Linked DNA regions of Mus musculus: all the other regions are linked to region 1. The links are chromatin contacts, called in public HiChIP or PLAC-seq and promoter capture Hi-C maps. All regions are on one chromosome and are shown on one strand. Each heading gives the region's core, a stretch centred on a gene start, on an enhancer-like site or on the middle of the called end of the contact. The rest is flanking DNA. Distances are from core to core; before and after follow the strand shown.

Region 1 (3,452 bases), core at 462-2,961:
CGCCCTCTTCTGGTGTGTCTGGAGACAGCTATAGTGTACTCACATACATAAATAAATAAATCTTAAAAAAAAAAAAGCCCCAGCCTATGCTGCAGAGCACAGTCTACGTAACCTTCTGTTCCCTCAGAGCCCTCAGGTCTCAGTACTTCTGGCAGAACAAGTTATCTTACAGTTACAACAGTGGAAAGGTTTTATGTTGTTTCTTGACCAAAGTTTACCTTGATAATGTCTTTCATTTTGGATTTCATCAATAAAATCAGTTTTAAATTTCTGAATACAAGCTACCTAAAAGATGCAAAAGTCATACGGCCGGAAAAATACTCTCTACGAAATATTAAAAATAGCACCTCAAACCATCAAAGTCCAAACGTCAAAGCCTTTTGGTTGTATTGGTGTAAAAATTGTAGTACGTTGCTTCAGATCACCTAATGATTTTTTACTAAGGAAATTCTTTGGAAAACAGCTATTGGCAGCCTCAGGTTCCATAGGAAGGAATCCAGTATTTATAGACTCTGGCTGGCACTTTAAGGGTTTAAATAGCTCACTAGCTGGTGATGAAGGGGAGAAAAAAAAGAATTACTAAATATGCAAACAGGTTGGAAAGCTCAAAATTACAAGTTTTTAAAATTCCACCTCAGAGGGCTGGAGAGATGGCTCAGCGGATAAGAGCACTGGCTGCTCTTCCAGAGGTGCTGAGTTCAATTCCCAGCAACCACATGGTGACTCACAACCATCTGTAATGGGATCCAATGGCCTTCTCTGGTGTGTCTGAAAACAGCTAGTGTACTCACATAAGTAAAATAAATAAATCTTTGAAAAAAAATCCACCTTCAATTCACATTTCATAACCAAATTTGAACATTTGGAAATAGGACCTTCAACCACTTAATACAATACAGAAAAGAAGAAATTGTAAACTTAATCTCCTGCTTCAAAAATACAGTAATTTTCTACTCAGAAGAGAACTGTATCGATTGAACATACTGCTCAGGCTTATAACTACTCAGTGTTTATCTGAGAGACCGCGGTCTATCAGAATTTTCAAACAAAACAACCTCACGAATGCCAAGCCAAGGTTCTGAAGACGACTGCTGACAGGCGTCGCTTTCTGTGCTGACTGGGGAGGGGATATTCACCCCTACGTTCCAAATTCCCTTCATCGGACGCAGAATTCTCTAGGCTCTAACCAGGATGGTAAGCAAACATAACTTTCAAAGATCTCTCACCCGTCTTTAAAATTTCTGATGGCTTTCAAATACTTCGCTGAGACGCAGACCAGCTATGAGGTCTGATGTGTGACCTCTCTCTCCCCTGTTACCGACCTCCCTTCCCAACTCTCCCGGCACGGTAAGGGGGCATCACGGCGTTCGCGGCGGAGTGAGGCCGGGCAGAGTTACACGACCCACTCGCTCCCCGGCCGAGCTAGGACCCTGCAGCTTGTGAGCTCTAAGCAGCCGCGGGCAGGCCAGGCGAGGCTGCGGCCTTACAGTGGCCTCCTGGAAGCCCTCCCGACGCCCACGGCCCCTTGGTGCCGCAGCACAATCCCTCCCCTCGCGAGCCTCTCCCGGGCTGCGCTCACCGGCTACCATCGACGGTGCCTTCTCCGCGAAGTTACGGATGAACTTGGCCATGGTCTAAGGTGGAAGGTACGTCTCCCCGAACCGCCGGCTGAATGTCACCCCCGGAAGGACCCGCGGCAGGACCCCTTCCCCATTTCCAAGGTCAGGCTGCCCCTCTCTGTGCCTGTTCAAAACATATAGGTATTGATTCCCTGTTTGTGGCATCTCATTAGTCAGTTTACTTTGTTCACTCCAAGTAAAAACCTAGATATAAAAAAAAATGAGGCGCGATAACACGTGAAGAATCCTGAGATTCCTCAGGGAGCAGGCATTACTTGGGACAGCTATTCATGTTGGTCCGGAAGATCGGTGAAGTGGGGGAAATGCGCATGCGTTATTGGTTTTCTTGGCTTGATCGCCACATTAGCTTGCGGCAGTTTTATAGCTTTTCAGAAAACATGGAAAACGAGGCTGGAGGGCTTCATAAGATGCTTGTGGGCCTATACGTTCGCTTTAAAGGCATAGCAGGTCTGAGGTCAAATAGGAGCTTTAAGGGGCCACATAGGCGTTACATTATGTGACTCACCCATTCACCGACTTCTTTAATTGACTTTTTATAATTCCGTTTTCCTCCGCAGCCAGTATCAGAATTGGGATCCAATCCGGTTTTTCAAACAAGCCAGTAGGAGCTGTGCGGACAAGAGGAAGAAAGTCATGTGTGTTGAGGGTGTTGCACTGTGCCAGGCATTTTGTAATTTGGTGGAAGCATGCTTTGGGCATTATCCCCTTAGAGACCAAGATTCCTAAATAGTCATAGAAGGAGTCAGTTGCAAGATAAATACGCAAAGGAACATAAGGTTAAGCGTGGTGCTGATCTGGGAAGGCGTAGAGATTCTTGGTGTATAAGAAAATATACAAATTCCAAAGGCTGTAACTTTGACATTATGAATGAAAACAACAAAAACAAACCAGGAAACCCAAAAACTATGTAGGAAAGTAACATTTGATGAGGAGAACAAGTTCTGGAAAAGCCCAATCTTTAGAAGAAAAACTGAGGGGCTGGAGAGATGGCTCAGCATTATGAGCACTGACTGCGCTTAGGTTAGGAGTTCAAATCCCAACAACCACATGGTGGCTCACAACCATCTGTGATGAGATCTGATGCCCTCTTCTGGTGTGTCTGAAGACAGCGACAGTGTACTTACATATAATAATAAATACATCTTTTAAAACAAAACAAAAAAAAACCTGAAGTAAAATTCATGGGGTGGTTAGAAAAGTTAGAAGTGGGATCAAGGAATCAGTGAGGGAGAGACATGCTGCCTTAGACAGTGAAGTCAAATTAAAGCAGGAAAGATAACCTGAAACCCACATTATACCAGCATACAGGAGCCTGAAGATTGGAAGTTACAGGCCAGTCTGGACCGAGGTAAGACAGGCCAGCTAATTATGAGTATGAACATCTGTGACATTAACTAGAAAAGGTTTCAAACCCTTAGAAACCAGATTGCAGCAATGAAGAAATATGGAAGCAAGAGAATATAAGTCAGACAACCCAAGAGGAAGGTGGAGCTCAGGAGTCCAGGACAGGGAGACAGCAAAGAAGGCAGAGGAGTTTGTTTGGGAATGGTGGGACCTCTTCCTTAAACGGGGTGAAGGGAGAAAAGTTTCCAAGTGAGGAGTCTGACACATGCCACCTGTGTGAAAAGGGAGTGGTGAGCAAGGCTACATTTCAGAGTGTCTGAAGGACACAGAGAAGAGCAGAGAAGGGCAGTGGTGGAGTCGACTGGTCTGTGGGCTGTACAGTTGCCTGTAGTTTAGGTAGCAGAGGGTAATGGTTAAATTAACCTAAGCTGAGATCCTGCATGCCACAGGTATGGGAATAGAATAAGG
Region 2 (3,452 bases), core at 254-2,753, 990 kb after region 1:
CCCAGTCAGCACTGCCCTCAGGCGCTGTCATACACATAAACATAAGGCAGACTACTTTTGTTCTGGACAGAAATGCAGTCATTCCAAACAGACGATAATCTGATAAGAATTTTCTGAATGGTCCACATACCTACCTCCATTTATTAAAGTTGACCTTTTTGGCCAAGATTCAATAATATGTTTAAATCCCTTTTGGCTGTTGCAGTCAAAGCATTCTCTATTAATTTAAGTGATAGGGTTTATGTGAGGTGTTTCCAAGAACAAGTCACCCCGGACCATCTCTGTGGGGTGTCTTTTAGCCTGACAGTATTCCTTTCCTACAGATGGGAATGTCTGGTATCTGCCAACGCCCCACTAACAAGTTACCATTGAGTCACAGGCTACTACTCAGTTACTCCAGGAGAAAAGGGAGATGTTGAAAAACATGGTAACTCAAGTAAGGGAACCCAAGAAGACGGTTTTTTACATTTTTATTTTTAAGAGCATCTTTTTTGCTGCAAAATAAACTCGGCCTTCTATGGTAACAAGAAAAACTAGGTGGTAAAAGTAGGATTAGTTCCCATTCCTGCTTTTATTTTGACAGCATCCCATGAATAGAATATCTCTGAACCCAGAAGAATGCACAAGAGCAGATACCGAGTCGGGCTGAATCAATAGTCACAGCTCAGTGCCTCAGTTTCCTCTCATAATAAAAAGCTCCTAGGTGAAAATGGGCCCTGAAACGCCATTATTGCATCTCGGATGCAATCAGTCTGCCTACAATAGGGTCGAGATCATTGCCTCCAACAGGGAACAAGGTCTGGGTCACCGATGCCCAGTAAACGAAAACCTTAGGGCAAGGGTCATACGTGAAACTCCGCAGCTAGAGCCCCAAACGAGAGGGATGGGGGGTGGGGTCGCACATCTGGCTCAAGAGCCCAGTGTGCCCAAGGGAATCCCGCAAGGCAGTGATGGTCACCAGTCAGGCGGCGACGCAGAAGGGGACAATGGGGGGAAGCTGCGCCGGGTGGTCACCGCCACTCTTCACAGGGAGCTGCCGCTACGCTGGCCCTTGGCACTGGCCAGCGCCACCTCCACCCCTTCCCCTCCGTCCTCACCGGCCGCCAGCTCCCGTCCCACTCCCAGGCCGGGCTCCCGCCCCTGTCCCCGCCGCCCCCTCCCCGCCGCCCCCTCCTCCTCCGCCGCGCCCCCCTAGTCCCGCCGTCCCGACCCGCGCGCGCCGCCCCGCACACACCTCCCGCGCCGCGCCCCCGGGGAGCCAAGCGGGGGGGAGGGAAGGGACGCACCTGAGCGGGCGGAGCGGGGGAGGGGGCGGCCAAGCCTGGGGGAGGGGTCGAGCGCTGGCCCGCGCGCGGCACCTCCCACTTCCGGCGGCGCGAGCGCAAGGGGGCGAGGCCGGGGCGGCGAGAGGAGCGGAACCCGCGGGGTGAGCGGCCGCCACCGACGGCGCCCTCTGGCGGCAGGCGCGGACAGCGACCGGACAACGGAGCCGCTGAGGGGACCAGCCCTGAGACCCAAGCGGAGCCCGAGGGACACGCGGGCCAGAGAGACGGCGGCCGGATGGAGGCGAGAGCCTCTCTGAGGAGTTTATGGGGAAGAGTCAAGGCTATGGCAGTCCGACGGAGAAGAGCCGCGAGGGGTGTTTAGAGGTCGGAACCGGGATGGTCCTTACAGAGGACGCCATGAAGGACGAGGGCCCTGTGGCGGAGGGGGTCCTGTGGCGGAGGACACGAGGATTCGAGGCGCCGGAACTCCCACAGCCCTCACGGGCCTGTGACAGAAGCTGTCGGCGGAGCGCCCGGAGCTCGGCCCGCTGGTCAAGAGGCCGCAGGCCCAGCCGCTGATTGGCTGCGGCGCCGGGCGGAAGTGATGTCGCTGTCAGTGGCGCCTCCGGCTCCGGGGAAGCCGAGAGTTTCCGTAGGGTGGGGGCTGCGGCGGCAGCAGCAGCAGCGACAGTAGCAACAGAGGCTGTGGGTGAGTCGGGAAGAAATGTAGTGGAGGCTGGACCTCGGATATACGGGGGACCATGGACCGGGGCTGGTCGGCGTCTGCGGAGGAGGTCCTTCGCTGAGGGCACCTTGGGTCCTGGCGTGGGCGACCCCAGAGGGACCGGGTCTCCGGGTCGTAGGTTCCGGACAGCATCGGTCCTAAGGAGAGAGAGGCACATTGCACGGAGCAGCTGAGTCCGCGTGGGAGTGGGGGCATCAGAAAACTCACTCTGTACAGACCCTGGTTCCTGTGAGTGGGGAGGCGGGGCTTGAAGGACGGTGGTTTAAGAGCAGAATCTTGAGCAGGAAAGGTGCCCGTCTACCTTAGTTGAGGGTGATGGGAGTCTATTTTCAGAAAGTGCTTAAGATTTCTTGCTCAGAGGTCTGAGAATAAGTGCTGCTGTGCCTCTGGACCACAGGGAGAAAAAAACAAACAAACAAACAAAACAAAACAAAAACAAAACTCGGTTTCTCTTCCAGAAATCTCTGTTGGAACCTACAGAGATTGTAGGAGCCTGCCTGAGTGGATGGCTGCTATCAAACCAGACTTTGGATTTACTTATATGCAGACTAGGGAAGACACCTGGGTATCTTGGGCCAAATTGAAGCAGCCCCAGGGGCAGGAAGAATGTAATAGGAAATATGCCATGGAACTTAAGGACATGGTGGCCCACACCTATAATAACAGCAGTAAAGGGGTGGAAGCAAGAGTTCTCAGCCAACCTTTATTATATAAAGAAAGCTTGTTTAAGCCGGATGTTGGTGGCACACACCTTTGTTATCCCAGCACTCTGGAAGCGGAAGCAGGCTGGCTCTCTTGAGTTCCAGGCCAGCCTGGTATACAGAGGAAGGGAGGTCCAAGGAGTCTTTGGTAAAACAGTCTTTCCAGAATGTTTTAAGTCGGTACCATCCAAGTGTATGTCTGGACACCAAGACTGCTGCAGTGTGGGCTTGGTAGACAGTAGTGAGTTTTAAATGAGCTCAAGACCCCACATGTGCCTTGTTCCTGCCCCCACAGTTGCTCGAAAGTTCTAATTTGGTGGGGTTTTTTCCCCTTTGAGTGGTTGAAGACAGGGCTGGAGCCTGTGCCCTCACTGAAAATCCAACTTGGTGAGACGGGGCCAGCTCCTTAGTCCTTCTTGCCAGTCATTTCCTCTCTCCCAGTTACCCACATGCACTTATACTACATTTTATTTCCATTATCTGGCTTTCTCCCTGATTGACAGTTAGGTCTTGCTAAGCCCTTAAAGAAGCAAATGAAAATAACATGATAGGTTAAGAAGTGGGGTATCTGGGTTCTGTATTGGTGTGGCCTTATTGTGATGAATGTCTCCTAGTCTGTGGCCTGTTTTAGATCCCTGGAAATGACATTTAACACTGGTCACTGGTCAGGCCTGGCCTTCACTTTAGTTTCTGCTTTGCTGGCTTTAGTGGGACACCTTTTTGTTGTTGTTTCTGTACTTG
Region 3 (3,452 bases), core at 710-3,209, 790 kb before region 1:
CGGATGCCTGCCTGTGTGGTCTTCATTTTTTCAAATGGTAAGACACCAGTGGGTGTCTTCAAAAACCCTAATAGGAAACGAGACAGAAACAAATGATGAAGAGCTTGCTCTGGGCCACCAAGCTCTCAGGACCCAAGTTACTATATAAAGTGGCCATAGGGGCCAGACCTTTTTTTTTGTTTGTTTGTTTTTTTAAGACAGGGTTTTTCTGTGTAGTCCTGGCTGTCCTGGAACTCACTCTGTAGATCAGGCTGGCTTTGAACTCAGAAATCCGCTTGCCTCTGCCCGGCTGGGGCCAGACCTCTTAAAAGTATAGTCTGTTTGTTTGCTTTGGTTCTGTGCACCAGGAAGGCTGGGATGTCACCCTGAGCTGTAATCTTATTTCCCTTTCACTGCAGAAACGACTCCTTCAACCCCCACCTGGCATCCATCTAAGAGGAAGAATTCAGAACCGACTGTCCTTGGTGGTTAGCTGCCTTTCTTTTCAGACTGCCAGAGAAGAGGATAAGTTAATGGTGTTAAATGAAGAAACAGGGAGGGGGTGCAGCACTTGCCCTGCCTAGCCAGACAGCATCCTTTAGCCATCGCTGCAGAGAACAGGCTTTTCTTCCTATTTTGCTCTGGGCCAGGGGCCAGGGGCCAGTGCTCCTCAGTTCACTCTGGAGGGCAGAGGAGGCAGGGCCCTCTTCCTCTCTCCCATCAAGAGCCCAAGCCTGAGGCCAGTCGGCATGGCTCTGTCTGGAGGCTAATGGCCAGGGAGGAGGGTCAATGAGATTTGAGTGATGAGGTAGATGTGATTTGCCAGTCATCTGAGTCATCAGAACACAGCCCAGAGCATCCTCTCAAGTCACCTGGCCATCTCTGGGGTTTGCTGCCTCAACCCTCCTCCCTCTCTCCAGCAGCGGCAGAAAGGCTGTTTGTTCCCTGTGGGGTGACAGACCCCTCCCTGGTGAGAGTCCCAGCCAAGGGTGAAACCCTTCCTGAAGCTCTGGTGCTAGAGCCTTTTTGAATCTAAGAGTCCAGAAGACCCAGGGAGAAGTTGGGATTAGAAAGGATGGAGGCTAGGGCTCCTGGCACCTTTCTGTGTGGGAGACTTAGGCTTTCAGTAACCTGAGGCCGTTGCCCCGTGAGAGAGTTGAGGGGTGGGTAGGGAAGGCAGCTTTCAAGCATTAGAGAGAGTAATAGGTTTCTGGGAGACAGGCTGTAGACTCCCACATCCGTTAGTATTAACTTTTCCTCATTGAGGTGAGGGAAACCGAGACAGAGACCAGAAGACAAAAAGGATTATCTGGGTCAGGGCGTGGACCATGGGCTTGTGAATTCAGACCCCTTCCTCCCTTCTCTAGGGTAAGAGGGACTTGCAAGAATTCGAATATGAAAAGATAACCCAAAAGGCACCGTTTCCAACTCTCCCGCCCCCTTGCAGGCACCCCTAGGTCTGTGGGACCTGGCACAGTTCTTCCTCCAAGGCTGCCAGGCCAGCGAAGACTCTGGAACAGTGCCAAGCCGGCAGCCGCCGCAGTGAAGCGGTCATTCCAGAAGGCGACCAGGGCCAGCTCCATGCCTCCACAGCAGGGTAGAGGAACCTGACTGAGAGTCCTCTATCAGGGATACCTCTCTGTTGCTCCTCTGCTAGAGGGTCCCCGCTAGTAGTGGACAAACCTGAGCGAGCGCTGCTACTGCGTCCAAGAGTCTACAGCGACCGGGCCAGCTTCTGCCGCCTCGGCCAGTCATTCGAGCCCCAGGACACCTGTCATTGCTCCTTCAACCTTTCCAAGCCAGAAAACGGGAGTTAGCCTCTAGGCCTGGATCGGGGAGCAGCAGCTCGCAGCCAGCGCGCCGGGGGCCCGCCCCCTAGGGCGCGGGGAGGGGGCGGGGGGCTACGCGGGGCGGGGCCGGGCGGCGCCCGGGGTCCCCTCCCCCGCCCCCCTGACGTCAGCCCCCGACAGCGGCGAGTTCCTCACTTGGCTCGCGCCCTCCGTCGGGGAAGCATGGGGCTGCCCAAACTGGTGTGCGTCTTCTTGTTCGCTGCCTGCTGCTGCTGTCGCCGTGCCGCGGGTGAGTTCTTTATGTTGAGGGGGCTGTGGGGGGCCCGACCCGCGTCCCTCAGAGCCCAGGCGTTGGGAGTTTGGGGATGTCTTCGACGGAGCCGGACTGTGCCGCCTGAGTGTACCGGAGATCAGAGCTGGTAGCAACGTAGAGTCGGGGCTCTGCACCCCAGTGGGCGCTCCTTCTTGCCAGAGTCCCCGATTTCCAGGCGCCCCGCGTGCGTGCAACTTCTTTGCGGGTGTGCAGCCTAGGTTTTAGAGTATTCTGGGAACGGACTAGTCGGGTTGCTGCAGCAGCGAGCGGGAAGGGGTGGGGCCGAGCTTCTGCAGGACGCTGGGCCCGGCCTCCCGCAGGTGTTCGCTCTGGGTGCTGGATGCTGGGTGCTGGAGTCCCGGCAGAGAGGCGCAGCCGGGGCGCATCCCCAACCCGTGCATCCCGCGCCCGCCTGTTGCTGGAAAAGGCAGTTTCCCTAGCTGGAGGGGGCCGCCGACCCCTCCCCCTCCGCCTGGGCCTCACGCCAGTTTGGAGGTGAGCGAGGGAGGAGGCCGCTCCTGCTGGGGCTGGGCGTTGGCAAGGGCAGCGGGTGGTGTGGGTCTCCTTGCGCCTCCGGGTTTGACGGGATTACAGGGGAAAGACAACAGATGGAGAAGTTCTACAACAGTAACAGCTTCTGTGGTCCACTAGAGTCAGGTGGAGAGAGCCTGGCACCTCGGAGCTTTCCTTTAAGCCATCGAGTAGACATGCTTTCCTGGGTCCGGGCTTCCCTTGTAGGGCACACGCAGCGGTGTCGTGTGTTATTCTTGGCTCTTTCTCGCGTCTCAGCCACTGGTCAGGCTGGGGAAGGGGAGGACTGGGCATTACCCACTTCTCTGGCCTCTTGCCCAGTGCCAGCCACGTCCCTGGGGTACTCCAGTCTAGTGCCTCCCAGACTGACCTTATTTCTGGGGAAAGGGCTAAACCCAGCTAGGCAATCGCAGCACAGAAAACTCAGTTTCGCTCTGCCCTGCTCTTCTGGCCCTTAGAAAGCAGGGATTCAAAGTTCCTGCTGTTGGTAGAAGGCTATTCCCACCTTCCCTCCAGTCTGGAAGCCACACAGTCCAGACATCCCAGGGTCCAGGCAGATTGTGCTTAGTGACATCACCTCTTCTAAGAGCTGGCAGCATGCTGGCACCACTGACGTCACTCCTGCCCACTCTCTGGTTTTTGACCTAACCCTTGGCGGAGACTGACCCCTCTAGACTTGGATGGGGTCTTCAGATTGTATTGCAGCGTTTCTTGACATGCTACTGTGGGAACATAAATCATAGCCTCTGGCTAGAGTTGGCTCACTGTGTCTTCCAGAGGATTTGGGGGACAGAGGGTAGAATAGTGACGTCTTCGTGGAGGGGGGGCACACAAAGGGG
Region 4 (3,452 bases), core at 538-3,037, 620 kb before region 1:
ATGGGCCTTTTTACAAGATGGGGTCTCTCTGGCTGCCTTGAAGCAAGCTATGTAGACCACGCTGGCCTTGACCCATCCATCTCTGCTTTTCAAATGCTAGGATTAAATGCCTGTGCCACCACTCCCAGCCATTGGACTCTTTGCTTTTTTAATGTGGGCTCTGCAGATCAAACCAAGGGCCTCCCGAGGTTTGTGAAGCAAGTACTTTACTGAGCCACCTCTAGCCTCATATTAAGCATTTTATTTGCATCATGTTATTAGTAACACTATGAGGCAGGCATCATTTAAACCTCATTTATAGATAAGCTGAAGCTGAGCCCAAAGTTCATATTCTTATTTCATATAGCCTACATGACCCTGAAGCATTCTACTCCTTACTGGATTACGTTAAATTTTCCGTCAGGCATTCAATACCATAATTTGTCTTTGCTTTGCCCACACAATACTAGATCCCACTACTCCTTTAACGTTAAAATGTAGATTCCATTTGACTGAAGGAGCCCTGTTTACACTCCAGTGTCTATACTTTACTAAACATTTTTAAGAATATAATAAGCTGGGCGTGGTGGTGCACGCCTTTAATCCCAGCACTCGGGAGGCAGAGGCAGGCGGATTTCTGAGTTTAAGGCTAGCCTGGTCTACAAAGTGAGTTCCAGGACAGCCAGGGCTACACAGACAAACCCTGTCTCTAAAAACAAAACAAAACAAAAGTATATAATAAGTATGTAGTTTAAAAGAACGAGAACAAAGTGAAAGGTTGATGCAAAATTTCTAGGAGGGACATTAAAGGGACAATTCTGCAGAAGTGAGATGGCTCAGTGGGGGAAAGCAGCTCTTGTCACACTAGCCTGACAACCTGAATATGACCCCAGGAACCCCACCACCACCATTCACTCACATATGCTCACACCACTAATCAAGTGGTGGGGAACAGGGTGGCGTTGCCAGTCTTTGAGACAGGATCTCTTGAGAATTTCAGGACAGCCAGAGCCACAAAGTTAAGATGGTCTCACAAAAAAGAAAGCCACCACGGACATCACATTATGTCTAAGGGTGTATCTGTCTGAAGAGGAAGTCAGAAGGATGGAGAAGGAAAATAAAACGAAACTCCTTAGTTTTGTGATCTTAAATTACTTAAGCCATATGGGCCTAATGCACTACTGAGGCTCACTAAGGGTTTGCTACATCTAGCCTTGTTTCTGAGTGTTAATTAGGGGATGGAGAAGCATCCAACCCCCCCAGGATCCTTACCTGACATTTCATCACTAGTCAAAGTACAAAACCATCCCATCAACAATTATCAGGAGAGTATATACTCTATCGCCAGGCACCAATGAACTCTGAGCCACAATCCAGAAGAAAGGCCCAGGTCCTAAACAAGGACTCACAGACCAGGATCTGACGGCTGAACCCCGCAACCAATCCAAGGCGCAGGACCAGGGAGATCGGGACACGAAAAGGCCGGTGGGCAGCCTCGCCTGGGCGCTGAGGCCGGAGGATAGGTAGCTAGAACTCAGAGGAAGTAGCCCATCCGGGAGAGCTTCCCGGGATCCCCGGCGTCAAGCGTGGTGCCGAGGGAGTCCAGCCGCAGAGACCCCCTAGCCCGAGGGCGCGGAGGCTAAGGGCCGGCACGGACGCCACACCGAGCGGCTCCAGGAAGCCCGGCCTTCCGCAGGCTCCGGAGAGAGCCGCTTTAGCCGCCAAGGTACGGGAGCCGCAAGCCTCCACTCACCTGCCAGCGCCGCTGGTTTGCCCAGCGCCCCACCCACCTCACACCATCTACCCCGAGGCGTTTGAGCGACGACCAGCGACAGCCAATCGCCGCTCTCGAGTCGACCGACAGCCAATGGCCGCTGCGTCTGTCAGAGCCCGTGCGCACCAAAACACGGAAGAGGCGGGAATCGTCCCGGAGAGGGCTCCGAGTCCCAAGGGGGAGAGTGAGGGACGACCGGATGTGGCTGAAGTTCGCGTCACCTTCAAAAGTGGGTTGGGCCTGCTCCCGACTGTGCGCAGGCGGGAAGCTTTGAGGCTTGAATTCCCACTACTGCGCAAACTCGCGCCGACCACCCACTGGGCATGCGCCTAGTTTGGCCGGCCTTGTCTGTCATCTTCCTCACGGTGTTTGTAGTTCGGTTAGTTGTCTAGGTAGTTCGCCTACACTGGGGCACCACCTTCATCTTTGATTTTCTTAAGTCTTCTCTGTTTTATGTACCGTACCCCAGGTTGACCTTGGACTCACAGAGACCCACCTGCCTAAGTGCGCCACCTCACCAAGTTTAAGGGATACTGGGGGATTCATTCAAGGGTTTCTGCTTGCTAGACAAATGCTCTACCAACAGACACACACACACCAGCCCCGGAGTCTACTTTTTTTTTTTTTCTTTTTTCTTTTTTTTTTTTTTTTTTTGGTTTTTTCGAGACAGGGTTTCTCTGTGTAGCCCTGGCTGTCCTGGAACTCAGAAATCTGCCTGCCTCTGCCTCCCAAGTGCTGGGATTAAAGGCGTGCACCACCACGCCCGGCCGAAGTCTACTTTCTTTAACACGTGATCATCCATATTCCTCTATCTTCACTTCCATTCTGTTCGACGAATGACACCCATTCCAGAACTCCACACTCATTTAACATGCCCCAGTGCTTAATTTCTCTACAAGACATCCTTCACAGAGCCCAGCAAAGTGATCTTTAACAAAACCAGACTCGATCAAGTCAGAATTCTGTGTAAAATATTCAAAGGCGTTCTGTTGCCTTCAGTACAATGGCCCCAAACCAAATGGAGAATTTCCAAACGCCAGCATCTGGGTGCTGCCTACCTCAAATCCTATCTTGCGTCTTGGACCTCATTTCCTGCACCTCAGACACAAATTTCAGTTTCCCCACCACACTGTGCCTCCTTTTACTTCCCATGTGTCCACTTGTTTTCCCCTGAAAGTCTCCCCTTCCCACTTCCCATTACGTAACTAGCCATTCTTGTGTTTTCAATGGAGACGGTCCTTTGCCTGAGAATTGACTCTTCTTATTATGATATATTGTATTTGTGCTTACTACTGTGCAGTCTACACTACCCAGTGAGAAAGACCAGTTGCGCCTATTTCTTCGTTTTTATAAACCAGTCACAGTCACACAATCCAGTGAAGGAAATTCAGAATTTAAAATTGCCATGCTCAAGCCAGGCGTGGTAGTGCATGCCTTTAATCCCAGCACTCGAGGGGCAGAGGCAGTCGGATTTCTGAGTTCGAGGCCAGCCTGGTCTATAAAGTGAGTTCCAGGACAGCCAGGGCTACACAGAGAAACCCTGTCTCGAAAAAAAAAAAAATGCCATGTGCGGCGGCACATAATTTCACTCCTAGCACTCCAGAGGAAGCGGCAGGTGGACCTCTGAGTTTAAGGCCAATCTGGTTTACATAGTGAGTCCTGGACCACCCAAGGTTAGACAGGGAGAGAGACCTCCCCT
Region 5 (3,452 bases), core at 535-3,034, 580 kb before region 1:
AAAACAAAACAAAAAAAAAAACTCAAAGATTCCCACAGTAGGATTAATCCTGCCCAGGGCCCTCCCTCCCATGCATGTCCTCCCCGCTTACTTGCAGATGGCTCCAATAGTAAAGCCAGGAGGTAGTATGGTAGGCACATCCTTCAGGGAGTGAACGACCAGGTCCACTCTGGAGACGACATGGGGAGGACACAGAGAGAGGCTTTGAGTAGGTGACCTTACCTCCACCACCCACCCCAGCATCCTTGACCGTTCAGGAAGATAGCATCTTAAGATCTAAGACCTGGTCTCTTCTCAACTACTCTACCCCATTTCCCCAGACAGTCTGATTCCCCAGGTAGTTAGGCTACTCCAAGGCAAGGCTCTCTCCTCTGTGAAAGCCTGTGAGCTCCACAGTCTAACCCGACAGTCCTGCCAATATTGGGGAGCCACTTTGGGGTTCTAGGCTCGGGGTACCACATTCCTCCATCCTCACTCACTCGTTTTTTTCCAGGGCGTTTTCTAGCTCCTTGGTAAACAGGCTCTTCTCTCCAATCTGCCAGGCAAGAGAGAGCCTCAGAGTGAACCCCTTACACGTGGGAGAGGGACAAGAAGAATGGGGACAAGGACTGGCGTTACCTTAGAGAGTGCAGTATCAAGAATCTTGTCTCCCGTGGTGGACATAGCAACTGAGGAGAGAGTCAATCAGATACCCATTAACACCTACTGAGTCACCCCTCGTTCAGGCCTTGACTGGATTCACAGTGGAGTCTGAGGCATAGAAGACCCAGCCCCTACTCTCTCAGATACACACACCGACAGAAAAAGCAGACATACTCATAAAAGAACCCAAAGCAGAAAGTATGAAATGTCAGGCTAGCCCGGGCAGCTGGAGGAGATGTGCACAGGAGACAATCTTTCTTTCCCTTCACAAGCAGCCAGAATAGTCTTACAAGGCAGGCTTTGACCACAGGCAAAGCCAGAGATGCCCTGTCCTCCGGTTCACTGGCTTCCCGTTCACTACCAATCACTCCTCTCAAGAAAACTTACTGATTTCAAACTGTATGCCAGGGTACAAGGCTTTCAGCATCGCCACCACAGTGTCGGTCTGTATGCGAGCCAGCTGGGGAAAGAGAGTCAGATGGTTTCTCACCTCCCCTGGCCACTGGCCCAGGCTCAGACCCTCATATGGACCAAGAAAGCAATGAAAGGGGTTAGACTTCTCACATGAGGCCTGCCCTGAGAGTCCCTTCTCTGTACCCCAATCATTTCCCTGCTCCAGAGACTCTCTTTTCTGTACCCCATGAAATCGACTCTCACACACTCTTATTTGCTCAATGCTAGCCTTTGGGTCCCACTAGTGACCCTGTGAGTCTCTGGGTCCCACTAGTGACCCTGTGAGCATTACAATTCTTGAGACAACGCGCTATGTCTGTACTCACCTGGCTCTTACGGGTGCCCACTCGAATCACCCTCATCTTTGAGCCGTTTTCTTCCTGCAGAAGAAAGTCCCTAGGTTACGATCTTTTCCTCATTCAAAGAACTAGGATCACAGGCTTAGGAAAGAGGACTCCCAGGTCCTAGGCAGGTGAGGCTGCTAGGAAGGAGAGACTCCCAGGACTGGTCCTTGAATCTTCCTTGGTACCTTCTGCCCTCCTACGGGATCCAGAGAAGCAAGACCAGAGGAAAAGCTGTAATAGGATCTGTTGTGGCAGCAGCAACAGGACACTGAGCCCCAAAGCCCAGCCTGGCCAAGGAGGTTCTGAGTGGGAGGGCTGCACACAGCCAGGTGGGCAAAATGATAAGGCCCATCAGCCTCGGCACAGTGAGGGTGGGCCCTGCTGGAGGGTGGGGCCTACAGAAGCTGGGGCAGGACAGCCGAAGCCTCCCATTGCTAGAGAACAAGCTCACTGTCCACAACAACTCAGGCACTTGAGAAGGCCTCACTAAGCCCTGGGTGAGTCACTAAGCATCCCTTAGTACCACCAGGATGTACTCCTAACAAGGACTGAAATCAACCAAGCTAATGTACAGCCCTTTCATGCCCTTGGCTGGGTGACTTTGGGAACATCATCCCATCAAGGGCTTGTTAAATTAAAGGCCACCTCATGCCTCAAGAAGTCCCAGAAGACTACAAGAATAAACTGCCTAACAGTCATTGCCTACTGGCTTCCTCTGGTGTCTTAAGCCAGAGCCAAGAGCTCAAAAGGACACACCTCTTTCTTTTGTTAAGGCGCCTTGGATAAAGGTGTCTAGGGCCAAGCAGGTAGAACTGGGTTCTGCAGTCTGATACAAAGGGGACAGGAGTCACTGTACAGATTGTCCCCCTTCCCTGCACCAGGTTCCTCATCTCACAGGTTCTTCTATAACCAGACACTCAAGTTCTTGGTCACTGAAGGTGAAAACTTGCTCTTGGACTCCAGTCTACTCCACTGCTGAAGATCCCTCCAACAAACGACTCTGAGATAGCCTTTGCAATTTAGCTGGGCTTGAAATAACACAGAAATTTCGGACAACAGGGAGCCCATAGAAAGGAATTGCTAAGTTCAAACAATTTGTTTTTTAATTAATTGACCCAGAACAGCATTTGAGCCGTGTCTGCATATTGTCCTTGCAACAACCCTACTAGGTTAGACAGGGTAGGTACTTCCACCCGTGTCACAGAAGCAAAGATGCAGAGTGGTCAAATTACTGTCTAAACATCTCACAGCTATGAACAGACAGAAAGTGGGTGCTGAAATCCAGGCCTTCCTACCCTAACCCTGTGCTCTAAAAATGTTTTCATAGCCAAGACTACTGCTTACTGCCTGGGCAGGAGATAAGCAGGCTTCCCAGCTCAGCCTTATCTCAGGCAGCCTGCCCACAAGTTCAGAACTTTCCAGGCAGGCCAGAAATGACAAGGCCCAGGGGTGGGTTCCCCCGCTCACAATAGCAATTCAGGTGTGTCTCTACTAGGACTTTTGTGGGTGGCTAAGGCTGGGTGACTTCATAACGGTGAACGGGAGAAGGCGTGTAACCTCCAAGATGTTTGTATACAGTTTTAAGAAGTGGGGTGTGCTCTCCCCTGAATGAAGTGGATCGTATTCCGAGATAGCTGGATTTGCCTCAGCCCCTTCTTCGTGAAAAGGATCTTGTCTGTGTATAATCCTTTACTGGCCGGGAACAACAGAGATCCAGCCAGAGCCTACAGGGATGGAATCCCAGGGCGGACCACCTTTCCACTCACAACCCCGCCCCCACTGCTCGAGATCACTCCTTCCCTGCCTTAGGGCAACCTAGTTACTGGCCCTTTAAAAAAAACCTTGGGGGGGGGGGGAAAATGACAGCTAACTATTCCGACCAATAGACGACGAGAACATGGCAACCCGGGGCCAATCATTGCACCCAGAAAGCCCCGAGAAGTGCGGGTCATCGGTCACCGGCTCAGAACTCACCGCGGTTGTGGCCGCGCCGCCGTTACCGGACATGACTCC
Region 6 (3,452 bases), core at 478-2,977, 540 kb before region 1:
TTAAAAAAGGAACAGGAGAGGGGGGAAAGGAGGAGGGGAAGTGAGAGGGAGAGAGGGAGAGAAAAGGGGAGTGCACTAGAGAGATGTTGGGTGTCCTGCACAAGCCTGAGTACCTGAGTTCAGAGGAAAATATTCGCATTTTAAAAGGCCCTATGCACTTGTAATCACAGTGCTGTTGAGGTTGGAGTAGGGAAACTCACTGGGGCTTGGTGGGCACCAGCCTAGCTCCATGTTTCATGAGAGACCCTGTCTAAAAAAATAAATAAGGCAGAAATTGATAGAGCAGGACATCTAATGTTCTTTTCTGGACTCAGCACACACACACAAACACAAATGCCATATGTGTGTACAGCACACACAAAATGAAAAAAGCGAAACTCAACAGAATCGACAACTTACACATCTATCACTGGCAGATAAAGCCCACATTATGCACTGTTGTACACAATGTTGTACAGTAGTAACGAGGGAAATCCCACTGACACAGAAAATTCTTAGTTGAAAAATAGCAAATAATTGCTTTTTTTGTTATTGTTCGAAAAATGTTACTTTTCTAGAAAGAGATATGTGTATCATAATGAGCAGGAAGTTACATATCATGCTACAGATAAGAGTGGGAGGTTGTGTCAGGGGACTTACTTTTATTTATAAATCTTTTCTCTGGGTAGCAGTGTGTGTGTTTGGTTGGTTTCGTTTTTGAGACAGAGTTTCTCTGGGTAGCCTTGGTTGTTTGTTGTGGAACTTGCTCCGTAGACCAGGATGGCCTCAAGCAGGTAGAGATCTGCTTGCCTCTGCCTCCCAAGTGCTAAGATTAAGGCCACCACCACCAGTCCGTTCCTAATCTTTACATCACATGAATACTCATTTTTTAAAAAAAGATTTATTTATTATTATATGTAAGTACACTGTCTTTAGACACACTAGAAGAGGGAGGGCATCATATCTCATTATGGGTGGTTGTGAGCCACCCACCATGTGATTGCTGGGAATTGAACTCCGTACCTTTGGAAGAGCAGTCAGTGCTCTTACCCACTGAGCCATTTCACCAGCCCGAATACTCATTTCTTTTCTTAATTTTTGAACGGTGTTGTTGATGGAATCCAGAGCCTTAACTACGCCAGACAAGAGCTGTATCTCTGAGCTATTTTCCCAGCCCTGAACCATTCCTAAGAAGAAACAATGACGGTACCAAAGGTCAAGCCAATTAAAGTCTTATTTTTTAGTTTGCAATATCGTCTCTCGTACTATTGGGGTTCAGAGTTAAAGCCAATCCGTCACAAACACGGTTTATCTCCGGCCCATCAGCGAACATCATTCTTGTGGCTTAGGTTTTTCAATGAACCCATAAAGTTGGAGTGGTCCCCTGTTATCTTGCCCAAGTCCAGGGCACACGCATGCGCCTCTTCCGCGTCGCCGCAGCGAATGCAGCTCAGTATGATTCCGTCGCGCGGATGCCCCAGGTAACCGGAAGAAGGCCAAGGACTTCGCAATCCACGAGAGCACCTGCTCCCACGCGGGGTTCCGCTAGGGTTCCGCATCGAAGCGTCCGGCACCGATGCTGGCAGAAGTCCCGCGAGGAGTAACCCGGCCGCGAACCGTGACGTGGCCCAATCCGCAGCCAGCTCTGGCAGTTTCGTCCCAACCGGTACTCAGGCCCAGCTGCGTCCTCGAGGGGCGGGGCCGCAGAGGGGCGGGTCTTCTACGTGGACCAATGGGGTCTCGCGCCGGGTCTCGTGGGCGGTGCTAAGTGCGCGGCGCAGGGCCGAGCGGCAGGGGCGCCAATGAGCGTGCGCCGCGTCCGGGGCCGGCTGGTGCGCGAGACGCCGCTGAGAGGTTGGTGGCCACTGTAACAGTTTGCAAACGAAGGGGAGTTGTGAAGGGCCCGGGGTTGGGGTCGTGCTGCTGGCCGTGTGGGTACGTCCTCGCCGCCTTGATCCCGGAGCGAAGGACACAGGAGCTGAAGGCCAGAGGGAGCGGGGGTGAGGATGGAGCAGCCGTCGGGCCGCGGCTCCTAGGGGAGGCAGCGTGCTAGCTTCGGGGGCGGGCCGGTAGCCGGAGCGAGGGCCGCACGGACACCGGTCCCTTCGGTCCTGAAGTTCAGGCGCTGAGCTGCCCCCTCGCGCTCAGGGTGGGCCTGAATCCATTTCTGGGAGTGGGATCTTCCACCTTCGTCAGGTGAGGTTTAGGTGAACATCCACCCGGCTTGTAACCTTAGCCTGCACAACGTCTGCGTAGGCAGCGTGGCCCAGGAGTGGGATGGGCAAGGAGGGTGGGCTGGACAATGCTCAGGGAATTCAGAGAAGGGGACAAACCCTTCTGTGCCAGCCATCCCCAACGTCATCACCTTCCAGTTCCTGCCCAAGCTCAACCTGGCTTTCCCGGCCACCCGGGAACCCCAGGTGTGAGGTATTTGAGCCGATTTCGAGGGTCCTGGCCAAGCTCCAGGTGTCTGACAGGTACAGTGCTGTGGTGTGCCGATTGCTTACCTGTACGTAGACCGAAAAAAGGTCAACTCTTATTTGTCTAAGTAAGTGGTGGAGGGCCCTTTTGCTTCGGCCCGAATGTGAGACACTTGGGAGGATGTTTAAAATGATTGAAACTCCTCAGGAAGGAAGAGAAGAGGTCGAGCTGCTGTGCTTTTTTGCCAAAGTGCAACAGATAAGAATCTTTGAGCTTGTCTGTTCTGGGATGTGGTTCTGTTTCCTTCTTCATTCAGCATCCAGTTACAAGTGTTTTTCCTTTCCCATTAGGGTCACAATGGCAGCCACAGTAAGAAGGCAGAGGCCAAGGAGGCTACTCTGTTGGGCCTTGGTGGCTGTCCTCTTGGCAGACCTGTTGGCACTGAGCGGTATGTACCTGGCTAAGGTGTTAAAGAAGAATGGAAGGATAAGAGGGCACAAGGTGCCTACTCGAGTTTGGGGTTGCTGGATCTAGCCTTTTTCTTTGTCTTTGCCATGGAAAGCAGGCTGCTTCCATTGATTTGCCTTAGGAAGGCAGGAGGGTGTGGGAAGCAGAGAACTGACAGAGAAACCTACATTCTGTCTTCCCTTCAGACACATTGGCTGTGATGTCTGTAGACCTGGGCAGTGAATCCATGAAGGTGGCCATTGTCAAGCCTGGAGTGCCCATGGAGATTGTATTGAACAAGTAAGAGTAGATCTGGGTCAGGGGTGTGTTTATAATTTATAGTGCCCACTTCAGACTGTGATGGCTGAGCCCCCGTATGAGATCTGGTGGCGTCTGGCTTCATAGTCTGCTGCAGGCAGCTGGGCTAATGCTGCTTTTTCTTAGGGAATCTCGGAGGAAAACTCCAGTGACTGTGACCTTGAAAGAAAATGAAAGGTTTTTAGGTGATAGTGCAGCCGGCATGGTGAGTAACAGCCCTAGCCAGATTCGTTCCCTCAGAGGCTAGCCTTTTATCTAGCTGGATGAAGTAGAGGCAAGGTAAGGTA

The links. Promoter capture Hi-C pulls out the DNA fragments that hold promoters and counts their contacts. HiChIP or PLAC-seq counts read pairs in DNA pulled down with a chosen protein or histone mark. Capture Hi-C pulls out chosen DNA fragments and counts their contacts.
Region 2: a promoter capture Hi-C map of liver shows a contact between it and region 1, with 4 times the contacts expected there. The contact joins the promoter of Pcsk7 here to the promoter of Atp5l in region 1. A contact is called at or near these places in 10 of 39 promoter capture datasets (the 3T3-L1 cell line, 3T3-L1-derived adipocytes, the C10 cell line and 7 more), 2 of 484 Hi-C or Micro-C datasets (cortical neurons and embryonic stem cells), 4 of 115 datasets of contacts at active chromatin or transcription factors (astrocytes, extraembryonic endoderm stem cells, large pre-B cells and 1 more) and 1 of 9 other capture datasets (pancreatic islet).
Region 3: a promoter capture Hi-C map of embryonic stem cells shows a contact between it and region 1. The contact joins the promoter of Mcam here to the promoter of Atp5l in region 1. A contact is called at or near these places in 1 of 39 promoter capture datasets (embryonic stem cells), 1 of 115 datasets of contacts at active chromatin or transcription factors (bone marrow-derived macrophages) and 2 of 9 other capture datasets (adipose tissue and liver).
Region 4: a contact with region 1 is called in an H3K4me3 HiChIP or PLAC-seq map of bone marrow-derived macrophages, with 4 times the contacts expected there. The contact joins the promoter of Hinfp here to the promoter of Atp5l in region 1. A contact is called at or near these places in 1 of 39 promoter capture datasets (erythroid cells), 2 of 115 datasets of contacts at active chromatin or transcription factors (bone marrow-derived macrophages and embryonic stem cells) and 2 of 9 other capture datasets (adipose tissue and liver).
Region 5: a promoter capture Hi-C map of erythroid cells shows a contact between it and region 1, with 5 times the contacts expected there. The contact joins the promoter of Hmbs here to the promoter of Atp5l in region 1. A contact is called at or near these places in 1 of 39 promoter capture datasets (erythroid cells) and 2 of 9 other capture datasets (liver and pancreatic islet).
Region 6: a contact with region 1 is called in a promoter capture Hi-C map of liver. The contact joins the promoter of Hyou1 here to the promoter of Atp5l in region 1. A contact is called at or near these places in 1 of 39 promoter capture datasets (pre-B cells), 1 of 484 Hi-C or Micro-C datasets (cardiomyocytes), 1 of 115 datasets of contacts at active chromatin or transcription factors (astrocytes) and 2 of 9 other capture datasets (liver and pancreatic islet).

What each region holds. Positions count from the first base shown.
Region 1 is chr9:44,919,031-44,922,482 of GRCm38.p6, forward strand. Atp5l (ATP synthase, H+ transporting, mitochondrial F0 complex, subunit G) reads right to left here and starts at 1,712. Exons shown (of 3, transcript NM_013795.5): 1 at 1,580-1,712. The coding sequence starts at 1,631. It overlaps Gm30934 (a long non-coding RNA gene), which reads left to right and starts at 1,697. Exons shown (of 2, transcript XR_379340.4): 1 at 1,697-2,087; 2 at 2,198-3,452.
Region 2 is chr9:45,905,066-45,908,517 of GRCm38.p6, forward strand. It overlaps Pcsk7 (proprotein convertase subtilisin/kexin type 7), which reads left to right and starts at 1,504. Exons shown (of 17, transcript NM_008794.2): 1 at 1,504-1,974. It overlaps Rnf214 (ring finger protein 214), which reads right to left and starts at 1,846. Exons shown (of 14, transcript NM_178709.5): 1 at 1,287-1,846.
Region 3 is chr9:44,132,699-44,136,150 of GRCm38.p6, forward strand. It overlaps Mcam (melanoma cell adhesion molecule), which reads left to right and starts at 1,960. Exons shown (of 16, transcript NM_023061.2): 1 at 1,960-2,058. The coding sequence starts at 1,992. It overlaps Gm10687 (predicted gene 10687), which reads right to left and starts at 1,787. Exons shown (of 2, transcript NR_152189.1): 1 at 1,663-1,787.
Region 4 is chr9:44,303,884-44,307,335 of GRCm38.p6, forward strand. Hinfp (histone H4 transcription factor) reads right to left here and starts at 1,788. Exons shown (of 10, transcript NM_172162.3): 1 at 1,733-1,788.
Region 5 is chr9:44,340,597-44,344,048 of GRCm38.p6, forward strand. Hmbs (hydroxymethylbilane synthase) reads right to left here and starts at 1,785. Exons shown (of 14, transcript NM_001110251.1): 1 at 1,625-1,785; 2 at 1,422-1,475; 3 at 1,030-1,102; 4 at 619-668; 5 at 480-535; 6 at 92-169. The coding sequence starts at 1,457.
Region 6 is chr9:44,377,763-44,381,214 of GRCm38.p6, forward strand. Hyou1 (hypoxia up-regulated 1) reads left to right here and starts at 1,728. Exons shown (of 26, transcript NM_021395.4): 1 at 1,728-1,833; 2 at 2,751-2,848; 3 at 3,054-3,147; 4 at 3,292-3,370. The coding sequence starts at 2,758.